4 separate regions of the Mus musculus genome follow, and regions 2, 3 and 4 are each linked to region 1. A link is a contact called in public ChIA-PET, Hi-C and promoter capture Hi-C data. All regions are on one chromosome and are shown on one strand. The core of a region is the stretch at or near the end of the contact, and the rest is flanking DNA. Distances in the headings are between cores, read along the strand shown. Region 1 holds the start of Whrn (whirlin). Region 2 has its middle 55 kb from the start of 8030451A03Rik. Region 3 has its middle 38 kb from the start of Tnfsf8. Region 4 holds the start of Tnfsf8 (tumor necrosis factor (ligand) superfamily, member 8).

Evidence for each region. Hi-C and Micro-C count contacts between places; a contact is called where the count stands out from the background. ChIA-PET counts read pairs in DNA pulled down with a chosen protein or histone mark. Capture Hi-C pulls out chosen DNA fragments and counts their contacts.
Region 2: a Hi-C map of rod photoreceptor shows a contact between it and region 1, with 2.5 times the contacts expected there. The contact joins the enhancer-like site here to the promoter of Whrn in region 1. A contact is called at or near these places in 10 of 39 promoter capture datasets (the 3T3-L1 cell line, 3T3-L1-derived adipocytes, the C10 cell line and 6 more), 1 of 15 datasets of contacts at CTCF or cohesin (the NIH/3T3 cell line), 6 of 484 Hi-C or Micro-C datasets (the AML12 cell line, B cells, embryonic fibroblasts and 2 more), 8 of 115 datasets of contacts at active chromatin or transcription factors (Th17 cells, craniofacial prominence, embryonic basal ganglia and 5 more) and 2 of 9 other capture datasets (adipose tissue and liver).
Region 3: an RNA polymerase II ChIA-PET map of memory CD8 T cells shows a contact between it and region 1, with 8 read pairs. The contact joins the enhancer-like site here to the promoter of Whrn in region 1. A contact is called at or near these places in 5 of 39 promoter capture datasets (the C10 cell line, liver, maxillary cranial neural crest and 2 more), 1 of 15 datasets of contacts at CTCF or cohesin (large pre-B cells), 4 of 115 datasets of contacts at active chromatin or transcription factors (DN3 thymocytes, craniofacial prominence, memory CD8 T cells and 1 more) and 2 of 9 other capture datasets (adipose tissue and liver).
Region 4: a promoter capture Hi-C map of liver shows a contact between it and region 1. The contact joins the promoter of Tnfsf8 here to the promoter of Whrn in region 1. A contact is called at or near these places in 14 of 39 promoter capture datasets (the 3T3-L1 cell line, the C10 cell line, the HPC-7 cell line and 9 more), 1 of 15 datasets of contacts at CTCF or cohesin (the NIH/3T3 cell line), 6 of 484 Hi-C or Micro-C datasets (CD4 T cells, CD8 T cells, cumulus cells and 1 more), 11 of 115 datasets of contacts at active chromatin or transcription factors (astrocytes, bone marrow-derived macrophages, craniofacial prominence and 7 more) and 2 of 9 other capture datasets (adipose tissue and liver).

The regions. Positions count from the first base shown.
Region 1 is chr4:63,494,474-63,497,597 of GRCm38.p6, forward strand. Whrn (whirlin) reads right to left here and starts at 1,518. Exons shown (of 12, transcript NM_028640.2): 1 at 140-1,518. The coding sequence starts at 760.
Region 2 is chr4:63,928,045-63,931,168 of GRCm38.p6, forward strand. No RefSeq gene overlaps it. Among named protein-coding and RNA genes, the nearest start is that of 8030451A03Rik, 55 kb to the right of the region's middle. Within about 2 kb of position 1,672, at least 11 of the 459 cell types and tissues checked have an H3K27ac peak or open chromatin away from gene starts, as enhancers often do. A contact at or near this core is called in Th17 cells and rod photoreceptor, where this site is marked.
Region 3 is chr4:63,897,661-63,900,784 of GRCm38.p6, forward strand. No RefSeq gene overlaps it. Among named protein-coding and RNA genes, the nearest start is that of Tnfsf8, 38 kb to the left of the region's middle. Within about 2 kb of position 1,586, at least 52 of the 459 cell types and tissues checked have an H3K27ac peak or open chromatin away from gene starts, as enhancers often do. A contact at or near this core is called in memory CD8 T cells, where this site is marked.
Region 4 is chr4:63,859,825-63,862,948 of GRCm38.p6, forward strand. Tnfsf8 (tumor necrosis factor (ligand) superfamily, member 8) reads right to left here and starts at 1,460. Exons shown (of 4, transcript NM_009403.3): 1 at 1,026-1,460. The coding sequence starts at 1,235.

The sequences.
Region 1 (3,124 bases), core at 268-2,767:
AGGGAGGCAAAAATAAACCAACAACAAAGACCAGAAAGGTCAGGCGATTTGGTATAAAAGATAGCAGCACAGGCAACCGAAGAGGGAGCACTAAACTGCCTGTACTGTCCTCTAACGCTCCCATAAACCACAGCCCTACCTTGACAGCCTCCGCGTGGGTCACCCGGGCTAGAGATTTATCGTTGACGCGCAGAATCTGGTCCCCGACCCGCAACCCTTCCTTCTCTGCCAGGGAGCCCGGCTCCACTAGAGACACGTAGATGCCCACGCCGTGTTCCGAGCCCCCGCGGATGCTGAAGCCCAAGCCCTCGTGGGCCTTGGCGCGCCGCAGGCTCACGAGTCGCACCTCCCCGGGCCCCGCGCCGTCGGGAGCGGCCCAGGCGGGCTGCCTGTAGGGGGTGGTGGCTGGCAGGTAGAGGCCCTCGGCCGTGTACTGGTCGAAGAGCAGCTGGTCGGAGCGCGGGATGACCAGACGCAGCATGGGCAGCAGACGCCGCTTGACCGGGCTGTCCAGCAGGACGCGCAGGGTGCGCACCAGGTCGAAGACGTTGCGGCGCGCGTGGTACGCGTTGAGGCAGTGAGTGAACTGCTCCCGCTCGGGCTCGCTCAGCAGCGCCGTGAGCGCTTGGTGCAGCTGGCGCACGTTGGCAGACAGCAGCCGCAACCCCGCGCCCCCGCCGCCGCCCGCCGCCGCCGCCGCCGAGCCCAGCGAGCCGGTGGAGGACGAGCTCACCGACAGGCCGTCCAGCTGTGCGTTCATCTCCCCGCCGAGGCCCGGCCGCACTCGGGGCGCGCGGCGCGGGGCGGCAGCTGCACCTGCGGCCAGAGGCGCGACAGCTGGATTCCCCGGGGCGCGGAGGTCACGGCTGGAGTCTGGGTTTGGGGTAGACGCGGAGTCACCGGCTGCAGTCTAGACTGGCCCGGAGAGCGGAGACGACGGCTGCAGGGTGGGTTGGGGAGGTGCAGGTGAGCTAGAGCGCTGGCTGGATCCTGGGGAGGTGGCAGGGACAGCGGCTGGTGTCCCAGGGGCGCGAAGGCAGGTGAAACTGGAATTCGGAGGACGAAGAGACGGCGGCTGCAATCCTGAGGACCGCGGCGGGATCCTGGGGGGACAAAGAGTTGGCGCCTGGAGGCCGGAGGTCGTGGAGACTGCGGCTGGAGGCCGGGGGGAGCGAGAACAGCAGCTACATGCCGGAAGGCGCGGGGACCGTGCGTGGCCGCAGTGGGGGGCGCAGCCACGCCGCCCGCCCCGTCACACCATGTCCGGGGCTCCCCCAGCCGAGATGCCCGTTCCTCTAGGGCTGGGGGACCCCAAAGTCAGAAAGAAGTTAGGGCGCCGGTCAATCTAGGCTCAGAGTCCGGAGCAGTCGCAGCCAGAGGAGCCACGCGGGCGTCCGGCGGGGGGTGCGGGGCATGTCCCGGGCCGCCCACCATGCAGCAGCCCGGGCCCCCGCGCCCCAACGCCGCCCGGGCGCACACGGAGCCACGCGGCCGGGAGCCCGGACTTTGCGAACTGTTGAGCAGCTCTGGGCTGAGTCTTCCAGCGAGTTCCGACGCCGCCGCCGTCGCCAGCCGGGACTTGGCCCCGCCCCCTCGCCCCTCCCCCTCCCCGCCCCGTCCCCCCGCGGGCTCTTCAGGAAATGACGTCCCGCCTGGCGCGCCTGGCTGTTGCCTGGAGACGGGGTGAAACAGTCCGGCCCCAAGGAAGAAAGGGGTGAAAGTGGGGGTGAAAGAAAGCAGGAGGAGCCCTGGGCCCCTGCGAAGTCTTCCCACTTCCTCAGCCCAGGGGTGAAAGATGGGGTCCTAAAAGCTGCGCTTTCCGGCGATCACAGCTCGATTCCAGGGTCGCTTTGGAGCAATTAGCCGGTTTGCCAATTCACAATTGGGGAAAATGGCCAACTTTTGGCCTCTAAAATAATAGATGCTTCATGCTCTGCTTTTCTGCCTTAAAATGTTGTTCCTGCAGCTTGCACACGTGCTGACTGCAAGTTTAAGTGAGTATGTGGACGATAATCGGTCACCTGCTCTGCACATGAGAAGAATATAAGCCACACAGGTGCCATCAGGAGCCAAGTCCTGTGCTGGGATAGATCAGCCTGGGCCCCTTCCTCTGGTGCTCTCCGGAGTGGGGGGGGGGGGGGGAGGGGGGAGTGGGGGAAAGCAAGGAGCTGTTATCAGAACTGTAAAGTATGCAAACACACACACATGCATTTAAAACTAAGTCTGGAGTAGGAATGTCACTTGTACCAACTGTTAGGTCCCGCTTGTGATCTTTTCCACACTGAGGGAACAGGGTGAAGGTTACATGACAACTCTATATACAGTCTTTAAAAAAAACATATTTTATATGGAAAGATGTCAGAATACACAGTCTAAAGTCTGTCATCTGATACCCACTCTCCTAAACACTATCACAGGAAAAACTCGGCTTCTAGTCAAAGAAGTGTTCTAAGAAGATCTATAGTGCTTGACCTAGTCACCACTACATGCCATGTGGATCTCTTTAAACCTGAATTGCCTCTCCAGAGGTGTTCTGTGAAAAGCTGGTTTTTTTTCCCCTAAGACTGTCCTGGGTTGCCGTCACAGGAATGAAACGGCTGACTCTGATATGGGAGAAATAGAAAAAGAGAAGGATTATCTGGAGTGGCTTTGAGCTGGCTGCAGAAGGGTGTTTTGTTCCCTGGCTAGTTATTTACCTGTGCACTTGGTCATTCTTCATTCAACATTTGCCAAGCACCCGTTCTGCTGCTTGACCAAGCGGCATATGGTTGATGCTGGAGACCCAGGATAAAGAGTTGAAATCTTTGACCTCAAAGAGTCATAGTCTGGCAAAGGAAAGACGGTGTAGGTCAAGGTTAAAAACAAACAAACATAAAAAAGATAAGCATTAGGAGTGTCAAGATAGACCACAGTGAGGCGAGGAGACTAACAGGAATGGACTTTCTGGGCTGCAGAGATGTTTCCGCGGGTAAAGATATTTGCCACCAAGCCTGACCACCTGATTTTCATGCCTGGAACCAGCACGGTGGAAGGGGGAGAACCAACTCCTGCAAGCTGTCCTCTAATCTTCATGGTGCTTGTGGCACGTGTAGCAACCCTGTAGCACATAATAAACGAATAAGTA
Region 2 (3,124 bases), core at 422-2,921, 430 kb after region 1:
TGCAAAAGGTGCAATGAAAAGCATCAGAAGGCTGTTTTTTTTTTTTTTTTTTTTTCATTTTTGCCTTCTTGGATTCCTGGATCACAGATGGGAAAGCAAGTTCCTTTAGTTAACCCTTCATCTTTGCCTATCAATCACACAGACCTGTCACTCATAGCTCTGGATGTATAAGTATCTGTGGCTACTTAACTACTGTGTCTCTTTCTTAACTCAAACCATCTGCCTTTCTCTGTCCCAGCTTCTGTCTCTCTACTCTGTCCTTCCTCCAAGGTGATAAACCAAGAGTTTACAGTAAAAGCACAGGAAGAACCAAGTGATGCATTCTCTTTAGGAAAGTACCTGGTCCCCTGGGGAGCAGGGGGCAGTGCTGGGAGCCTCTTCCTCCCCTCCTGAGTTGTGGCTCCTGAGGACTTTCAGTACAGACCCAGCAACCCACCCTCAGTCTTTGATGTGGCTTAATGAATACTTGATGCACAGTGGCCCAAATTTTGAGCCACGAAAACCCTTTCTACTTCTTGCAGGAGACCCTGGGACTCACAGGGCTTTGCCTACAACTCAACATTGTCCAGAACTCGCTCTCAGGACTGTTCCTAGTTGCAAGGATCTCAACTTGTGGTAAGACTGTAGGCATTTAATCAGAGCAGGTTGGGTGGTTAACTGCTGTCTGCTCAAACTATAGTTGAAGGCTCATTTTCTTTATATTCTCTTTTCTTTTCCATTTCATCCTATTTTTCCCTTCTCTTTTGGCTACCTGCCTCTATTTCCCTTTTAGAAGAAAACTTATTTCCAGTGGAACTTCCTAATGCCTAACATTTCCAAGACTAAAGGAGGGACTTTCAGGAGTATCCTGAGCAGAAGAAAGAGTAGGGAGGACAGTAGGGGATAGTCATTCCAAGGCTTGTCCTAAATGATGCTATTTCCTGCTACAGATGCCTAGATTCAGTGATTTATTTTGGCTTGGGTTTTGACCTTTCTTTCAGATCCCTAGATTCAAAGCATCTGTCCCCTTCCTCCTAGGTGTGGCTGGCAGAAGTGCCCTCTTTCCCTGAGGACTGAGCTCTTTGCTCAAAACTCATCTAGAATAGAGGCCAGTTGTCTTCTTTCTTTTAGATAGCCTCCTGAAAGTCTTCCCCTCCTCACTTTCCTGTAACCCATCCTGAGGGAATACATGGTACTGATTCATGTCCAGGTCTCTGAGAGCACTTGGTATGGTGGTAGCAATGGGTTTCTCAGTATCTGTTCGCTATTGTTGGTTTTGGTTGGTTCAGCATAGGGCAGACAAGGAAGCAGACAAGAGTCTTGTCTTGGAAGAGCTTTCTGACCACATCTCCAGAGATTTTGTCTGAGTGCTTTGGGTGGATGTGGTGACCTCTTAGTCTTCAGTAAACCCCAATTCCCAGAGTTGTCCTCCTCTTTGTCGCACAGCCAATGTTCTTTCTTTATGAAGTGTTCTTCTCCTCTGCCAGTACTGTCTCTGCTTTGAACTACATTCTGGGCTATTCTAAACACCATCTAAGAGGATCAACCTTAAGATTGTAGTTAACTTCTGTCAGGATTAGGGCTCAAACTTAAATCTATTTGACCTCAAAACAGTGTTGGTGACTCATCCCTTTCCTAACGCTGTGGAGTAGGAAGACCTGCTCAGGTTACATGGACAGCAGCTGGAGGCTGGAGCTTCCCTGCATTGCTGTGCTATGTACTCAGCTCTATAAAAGTGAACATCACTTGTGCTTTGAGAGTATGGGCTAATACTTATAGGATAGTGTTTGTCCCTGCCTAGACCCGGTACCACCTCTGTTATATCATCCTACTCCTGTCTCCTACCCTCTGAGGATCCTAAGATTCTAGAGAGTCACAGGCTTGACCTTCTGCCACCAAGCTGTCAGGGAATAGCTCATCATCAGCAATAGGCACGCTGGGAATGACATAATAGGATGTTTCTGTTTTCACTTTTTCAGTGAAGAAACTCCTTATCTTCATAGTAATTTCTGGGACTTCAATAACTCCATCCCCTCTGTGCCTGCTGGATAGCACTATAGATGCAAACATCTGGCGCATCAGAGATAGAAACTCTCAATAATCCTTGGTATTGATTTAATTGGCAAATCAAATGAGGTTCATTATTGTCCATGGTAGGTAGGGGGAAAATGTATGCTCACACACAGAAGGAAAACAACCTGGTTCTAATTATAGGGTTGCATGTTTCCAATGGGCCTCTGCATCTCTGACCCCATGGCTATACATCCCATACATTAGGTCAGCATGACTCAGTCACTAAGTAACTCTGCCCTAGGGTCTGCGAATCGGTTTCAGGAAAGCATTTTAGGTTTCCAGCGATTTAGGGTGTGGGTGACCTGAGATGCTTGTAGAGGGGAGACAGGATAAGAGAGGGTATTCATGTAGGGGAGGCCAATGGGAATTTAGTACTTGGGACTTTGAAGACACCTGAGTCAGCTTTTCAGACTTTCTGAATAGCAAACAATTATTATTGAGAACCTACTGTCTGATCCTTGAAAGTCTCCTGGAAAGTTTATACTTGTATTTATATTTTATATGGATAAATAGTTGTGTTATTCATATATTTCCAAACAGGATGGTCCAAATAGCCAGTTTTGTTTTATTTTCATTTTTAAAATAACATTTCTTCCCTAAGCCCTTGATCTCTTCTCTCTGTGATAACAATTTATATATTTTAACCAATGTGCCTGGTCCATAGATAAGCTTTATATTTACCTAGATTACTAGGTAACGGACTGATGAATACTGCATTTATTTTCTTATTCTCTCACTCAGTTTCCTAAGACTCTGTTCATATTCTAACTGCCGCCTAACTTGCCTCTGGGTGAAGCCACCTTACCCTACTCTTACCTTTTCCTAGGGATGGTTTGGGTATTGTCTCCCCCCTCTGCCGCTGGAAACAGTGATCAGTGACTTCTCTATGAATGTTCTCCATAGACCTTTTCCCATGGTTTAAAATGAGCCACTTTCCATGGACACAGATGGTTCAAGGTGCTTCACAGGCAGTTATTTGGTGCCTGCAGCCACATGTGCTCTCAGCTTGTTATTCATAAACCACCACAACCTGTTTTGCTAGCTGAATACTTTTTTTTTTTTTGCATTAGAT
Region 3 (3,124 bases), core at 336-2,835, 400 kb after region 1:
ATGGCTCTGAGATCCCTGGGGACACCTTAGCAGCATGGTCATTTTCATTTGCATATGTCACCTGTGTCTTCTAGAGTTTCTAATTCCTCTGCCTCCTCCTTCTGGGTGGGTGCTGGACTTTCTGCATCTGAAGGCAGAAGATAGCTATGGGCTTCAGCTTTCCTATGTTCATGTCTTGTTCCTTCCTTCTGTGGCATCAGATCTCTGGGAACCTTGGATACGTTGAGTAATTTGTTCAGTATATTCCTCTGGGGTCTTTAAATTAACTCTTCTTTATTGTCAACCATTTTCCATACATCGATTTATCCCATCTTCTATAATCTAATTAAACATGACCATTCACTTTCGCTTTAAGACATTTTTTCCCACAGGATTTAATGTCTCAGGTGAACAAGAAGGGAAGTGCTCATGTTTAAGCTGTCACATTTAACTAGAAGTTCATGTACATGAGTTGCCTTCCCTAAAATCTGTCTGCTTTTCCCTATAATAACCCTGTGTCCACCTGTTCACCCACGGTACCCTTCATACCAACTCAAGAAAGCATGCTATAACTTCATGTGGTGTGAATGGGAGAGTGGGTGGGGATTGAACCTAGGGCTTCATTCGTGTAGGCAGATGCCCTACAGTTAAGCCACAACTGTGTGTTTATTAAAGAAATGGTTTGACAGGAGATGGTCTGGGAGAAGATGGCTGAAGAGAAAGCTGAACTCAGATGATGAAGGGTACCAGGCTGAGCACAGTGAGTTCGCCTCTCTTAAAAGTTCACGCGTGTTGTCTCATCGTTGGTGTAGGTGACAGTGTAGTTTGTCTTGGCCAAAATGAGTCAGAAAGAACTTTTTTGTGTGTCTGTGGTATGGAGGCTGTTTTCGAGGAGTCTCATGTGGTGGGATACGATGGTATGAACTGGAGCGCAGAGCGTTGGCGGAGGAACAATTAAGATCACCTAAGGCAGGGTCCGGTATGGAGACTTAGAGAAGCTTCTCAGTCATTGCTGGTTCACCGGGCACAAACAGAGACGCTCACAAAAGACTTGGGGAGCACAGGGGATAAGTAGGGTTTTATTTTTCTATTTGGGGCAATAAGGCAACATCCAATTAAAAATGATTAGCAAACATGTAGTGGAAACTGGGTTTATGGGAAGGATTTTGAAGGAGAGAATGCCAGGAAGAGGTGTAGTTACTTTCTCAAGTTCATGTAGCTGTCAACTGGCAGACCCAGAATCCCAGAAGTCAGGTCTGCATAAGCCCCCATAGTCACTACAAGTATGTACAGACTGTAAAATTTTGTCAGCTTGAGACTCAGAGGTTTGAGGTTTGCTTTGGGGGAAACTCACTAAGGCAAGTGCCTACCCTAGAACGATGGTATAATTACCACAGAGAGCCAATAAGATGTGGGTGAAGACTATTGATGTGCTCATTCACCAGGATCTAGCCTGGGCCAGGTCGTCTTCCTGGCTGAGGCTGACGCCCTTCCTGCTTTCACTTGGATGGTTTCTCCAACAGCGCTGGCTACACTTTCGACAGTTACACTTTCTACCCTGCCCACCGCTATGGTTCAAGCCAGAGAAATCTGTGGCCCAGCAGAAATTCTCAGAACAAAACTGGGGCTCACATCCTGCCTGCTTTTCTCCTCATTCTTGCTCAACAGCTCAGCCTGAGAGAACCACAAAGAAGCAGAGTCTGCATTTTTCTAACGTGCCCTGGACAGGGAAGGGCTCTGCGCTCTGGGCTCAGGCTCTTTTCTGCATGCCCTCCATACTGTTTGGCATAACGTTGGGTTCGTGGCTTAGGCTAGGGGAGGAAGAGGAAGCAGACACCTTGGGAGTGGAGGCGTGGAGTGTGTAGGTTGTGAAACAGTATGTGAGAAGCCTCTAGAACCAGCAAAGAAAGTTTTGTTTCTGGAATTCATAATTCATGGTTTGCACACTCAACATTTCTGTTACTTGAAATTATGATAAAAATCTATGTCATCCTATGGGCTTGCACATGTGTTTTATATGAAAAAGAAATTGCAAGCCTGTTATGGTTTCCTCTTCTTAAGTGTGGTCTAATTTTGTGAAGAACAGTAGCGTGGCAGGACTGAATCATAGGAAATGTGGACATGCCTGTTCTATACCACGATTATAACACCCTGGCAAGGAGTCTTGAGCTCTCGCTGAGAAGAGGGTATTCGTTGATTCTGGGTACTGTTTTCTTTCCTTTCTCAATAGAGTCTCTTTAATTTCATCTGTCAGAAAAAAAAAGCATGAGTCCTATGTTTGAATCTCTCTTCTTTATTTCTTACTGGCTTGTAACTTGGTCTCTTCAAATCCTCATTGTCTCATTTTAAATGTGGATAAGAAGGTTATCTTCATACATGCACATGAACACACACACACACACACACACACACACAGACAGAAAGACAAAAAGAGAGACAAAGACAGGGATCGAGAAAGAGAGGAATGGGAAGGGGAGAGGAAGAGGTAGAAGGAGAGGGAGAAAGATTACACTTAGTAGCTGCTGATGTCATGTTTAATTTTGAACTGTTTTGATAGTTTTCCTTTTTTCCTACTGATAGTTACACACACACACACACACACACACACACACACACACACACACACACTCACACACACACCAGCAACAATTTACTGTACATTGAAAATTCAAGGGAGGAAACTGTAGGTGTTTATGTTTTGGATTTTATTTTTAAACATTACAAAAATGTTCCATTCACAGGATTTTGACATTAAGAATGAGGAAACATTATTTATATCTGAGTCAGTATGAAAACATTACACATATGATTTCAGTTCTATAGTATACACATTTAAAACAAAAGTATATTGGAGAGGTGATAGAGGGAGAAGGGCAGGAGATGATAGGAAGCACAAATATGGATGAGTTATTAAAAACTTGTCAATGCTGAGAGACAAGGGACTTAACATGCCACTATTTACACGTCAATGGCTTTAGTTTTACTTTATGAGTACTCAGGTCAAATTTATCCAAGTATCTTCTCCTTCCTTCCCTTCCTTTTCCCTTCCTCCTCCACCCATCCATTCATCTTCCCCTTCTTTCTTCCTTCCTTCCTTTCTTTCCTTCTTTCCTTCCTTCCTTCCTTCCTTCCTTCCTTCCTTCCT
Region 4 (3,124 bases), core at 210-2,709, 370 kb after region 1:
CAGTATCCAAATCACCATGCCTGGATCTCACCCCAAGCCTGTGAGTCATGTGAGCTGACCACGCAGTCCTTTCCAGACAGTGTGTAAGAGTTCTCTCTCAAGGATACTTTTCTAAGCTACGGTTTGACTTTCTCCCCCTACCCCCATTTCAAACAAACGAAATTTCCCAAGATGGTGTGGCCCTGCACATTATGTGTGCATCTCAGAGGGTACAGGTGACAAAAACACTGCTACTTTTCAACACCCTGAACTCTTCAAAGCCAGTGGCTTGTGAGGAAGCTTTCGATTTCTTTTGTGGGTTTTAACATTGAAATAGCAGAGCTCTGGGAAGACTTGGCCTCTCTCTCTCTCTCTCTCTCTCTCTCTCTCTCTCTCTCTCTCTCTCTCCCTCTCCCTCTCTCTCTCCCTCTCTCTCTCTCTCTCTCTCTCTCTCTCTCTCTCTCAAATATCACAGTCTTTAAAAAGTAGCTCCTCACTAAAAACAAGCAAGCAAGCAAGAAAACAACCACAACAAACAAACAAACAATAGCAACAACAGACTCTCGGCAAAAGAGAGGCCTCAGAAGTCCTGGGAGCACGGATTGAGGACATAACCTTAGAATTAGGATGAGCGCCTTACAGAGGTGATACCCACATGCGCACTCGCCATCAGGGCTCCCTATGCTTCCTCCCTCCATACTGTGAGGCTGTGACCCATCTGGGCTTCAATCTTAACTTCTCAAGGTCAGCAGCTCTTCTGTTGGCTCCAGTACATCTGGAAATTTTTGAGCTCATGTCCAGTTCTATTTCTTTTAAAAAATTCCCACTGAGTGCAGAAAGTTCATTTCTAGTTTTTCCCCTTTTCTCTGATATAATCTCTCTCTATATATGCATAGTTTTACTTATTTTCACTTTTTAAATTTTTTTTTTTTTTTTTTTTTTTTTTTGCTCCTAGTTAAACTATTCATTAGCTTCCCAGAGCTGTTCCTCTAGAGGACACACATTATAAATGAGGAAAGAAAAGCAGAAAAAAGATGTTTACTCACCTTTTTCTGGACTACCAGTACCAGAATGATCGCCACTGCCACAACAAGGCACACCAGTGCGGTGGTGCTGAGGTAGAAGTAGCTGCGACTTGTGCTTCTCCAGGGCCTCGTGCTTCTCCAGGGGCTGGCTACCGAGCCGGGCTGCACCTGCATGGCTGGGTCAGGGGAAGGAGCCCCACAGCTGCCTGCTTGTTGCAGCCCTGGCTCCATGCTTTATATAGTCTGTCCCACATCACACCTTATCTCTCCTCATCTGATTCGGTTCTGTACCCAGCTCTGTTCCAAGAAGGATTTTCCCCTGCATCCTGGATCATGTGACTTGGAAAAAAGCCTTCACCAGTTGCCGGATGGAGAAACTCTTCTCTGGGGGCGTGAGGCGAAGGGTGGCTGCAAGGGTGGGGGAGAGGTTCATTTTTCATCGCCTGGGATTAATCTGAGTGCAGAGAAATTGTAGCGAGATAGACGATGGTTGATGTCAGCGGGTGGTAGGAAGGAGACAGTTCCGCGTGAGTGTACACCAACCACTTCTGTTTCCTTTAGGCTCAGCCACAGAACGCCTTGCCGCGGGGACCCTGCACACTGCATGATCCATGCTGGTGGCCCAGGAAGCTTCCAGATTAGTCTCTTTGCTGGGTCCCTGGAGATGGCAGTCCTTTGTCAGCAGCACAATGACTGTTGGGGTTGTCCAACAATTACAGCATGCTCTAAACTGGAAACATACCCATTTCTGGGAAAGAAGAGCCCACTGTTTGGGCATTTACCTACCTGGAGACAAGGTTGTGGCAGTAGGATATTTGAGGATAGTTTCAAAGACATGGTGAGAGAAGAGGAATTTGGAAATAATTTGCTGTTGAACCAAAGCTCCTCTATCTCTTGCAGGGTGCTCTCCAGGGCTGTTAAATTTGCCGATGAAACTGGCTTGCCCTAAAGTTCATACTAGGGGAAGAAATTAGTGAGGGGGTCAGGAAGGGGAGGCTCAGTGCTGTGGAACGAGTGTGTGAAGTGTCTGTGGGTTGTATGGGGGTGCAAATAGTGTTCCAGGTGTTTGTGATGAGTTTGTGGACAGAGGTTACTAGAATTGAACATTCTGGCTCAGGTACAGTCTTGGGAACTTGGCTTAGAGGCTGACTTCACACTCGTCACCAGCCTCAGAGGCAAGTAGTATTTCTTCTTCACAGCATAGAGAACTGAGACCCAGCATAAAAGCATTCTTAATCAAATCTACCAGTGTTAATCTAATGGTAAAACTTGGTGGTATATGCAAACCAGCCTGGCTCCAAAAGCCTGCCGGACCCTTTCCTTACAGGCTGAAAACCTCAGGTTGCATCTTAGCCTTTCCTCTTCTCAGCATTGCTCCTTGAATAAGTCAACGCAGCCCCTGCTTTCACCCCAGTCTGCTTTGCAGTCATGGGGAAGATCAAACAGGATGATGTAAGAGGGCTTCCTGAATGGGAATGGACTTGGCAGCTGTTGTTGAACAATTCCTGTTAAACAGCCCAAGTTGCCCTCTGGGCCATGTCTGGAATTTCATATAATAAATAGATTTCTGGGACACAGAGCTGGATCGTATCTGTTGCTATGAATGACCTTTCTTTCAGAATATTCTCTAAAAGCTTCAGAGCTGCCTCCAGATGTGGCCTTCTGAAACCTCACTTGCTATTTCCCTTGAGGTAGACAGCACCTTCTCTTTTGACTATACACTACCTCTGCAGGTCACAGGACATGTCAGAAGCCCCAAAGAAATGCCGGATCCAAAGCCCAGCTCAGATTATTTAGCTTTCTGGATCTGTGTAGATCTCTCTTTGAGCATTCTGCAAGGCAGCTTAGACTTAGGAGATGGTCTAGAGGCCCTTTTTGGTGAGTTTATAAAATGAAAAACCACAGAGGAGGGATAGGTAGTGAGGAATGAACTGGTGAGTATCTTCTTCGAGGGCAGTGTCTCCATCTGGTTGTCAAGGAAACTGAGCCTGGGGTTTGGAAGACAGATTTGTCCTTAGCCACTTGTCCTGCTGGTTTAGATAGGGCAAGGCAAGTTAGTGTTTTGGGGGGGTACACTTGTTTGATTTGGGGAGAAAGCCTTGTCCTTTGGTAGGTACGGA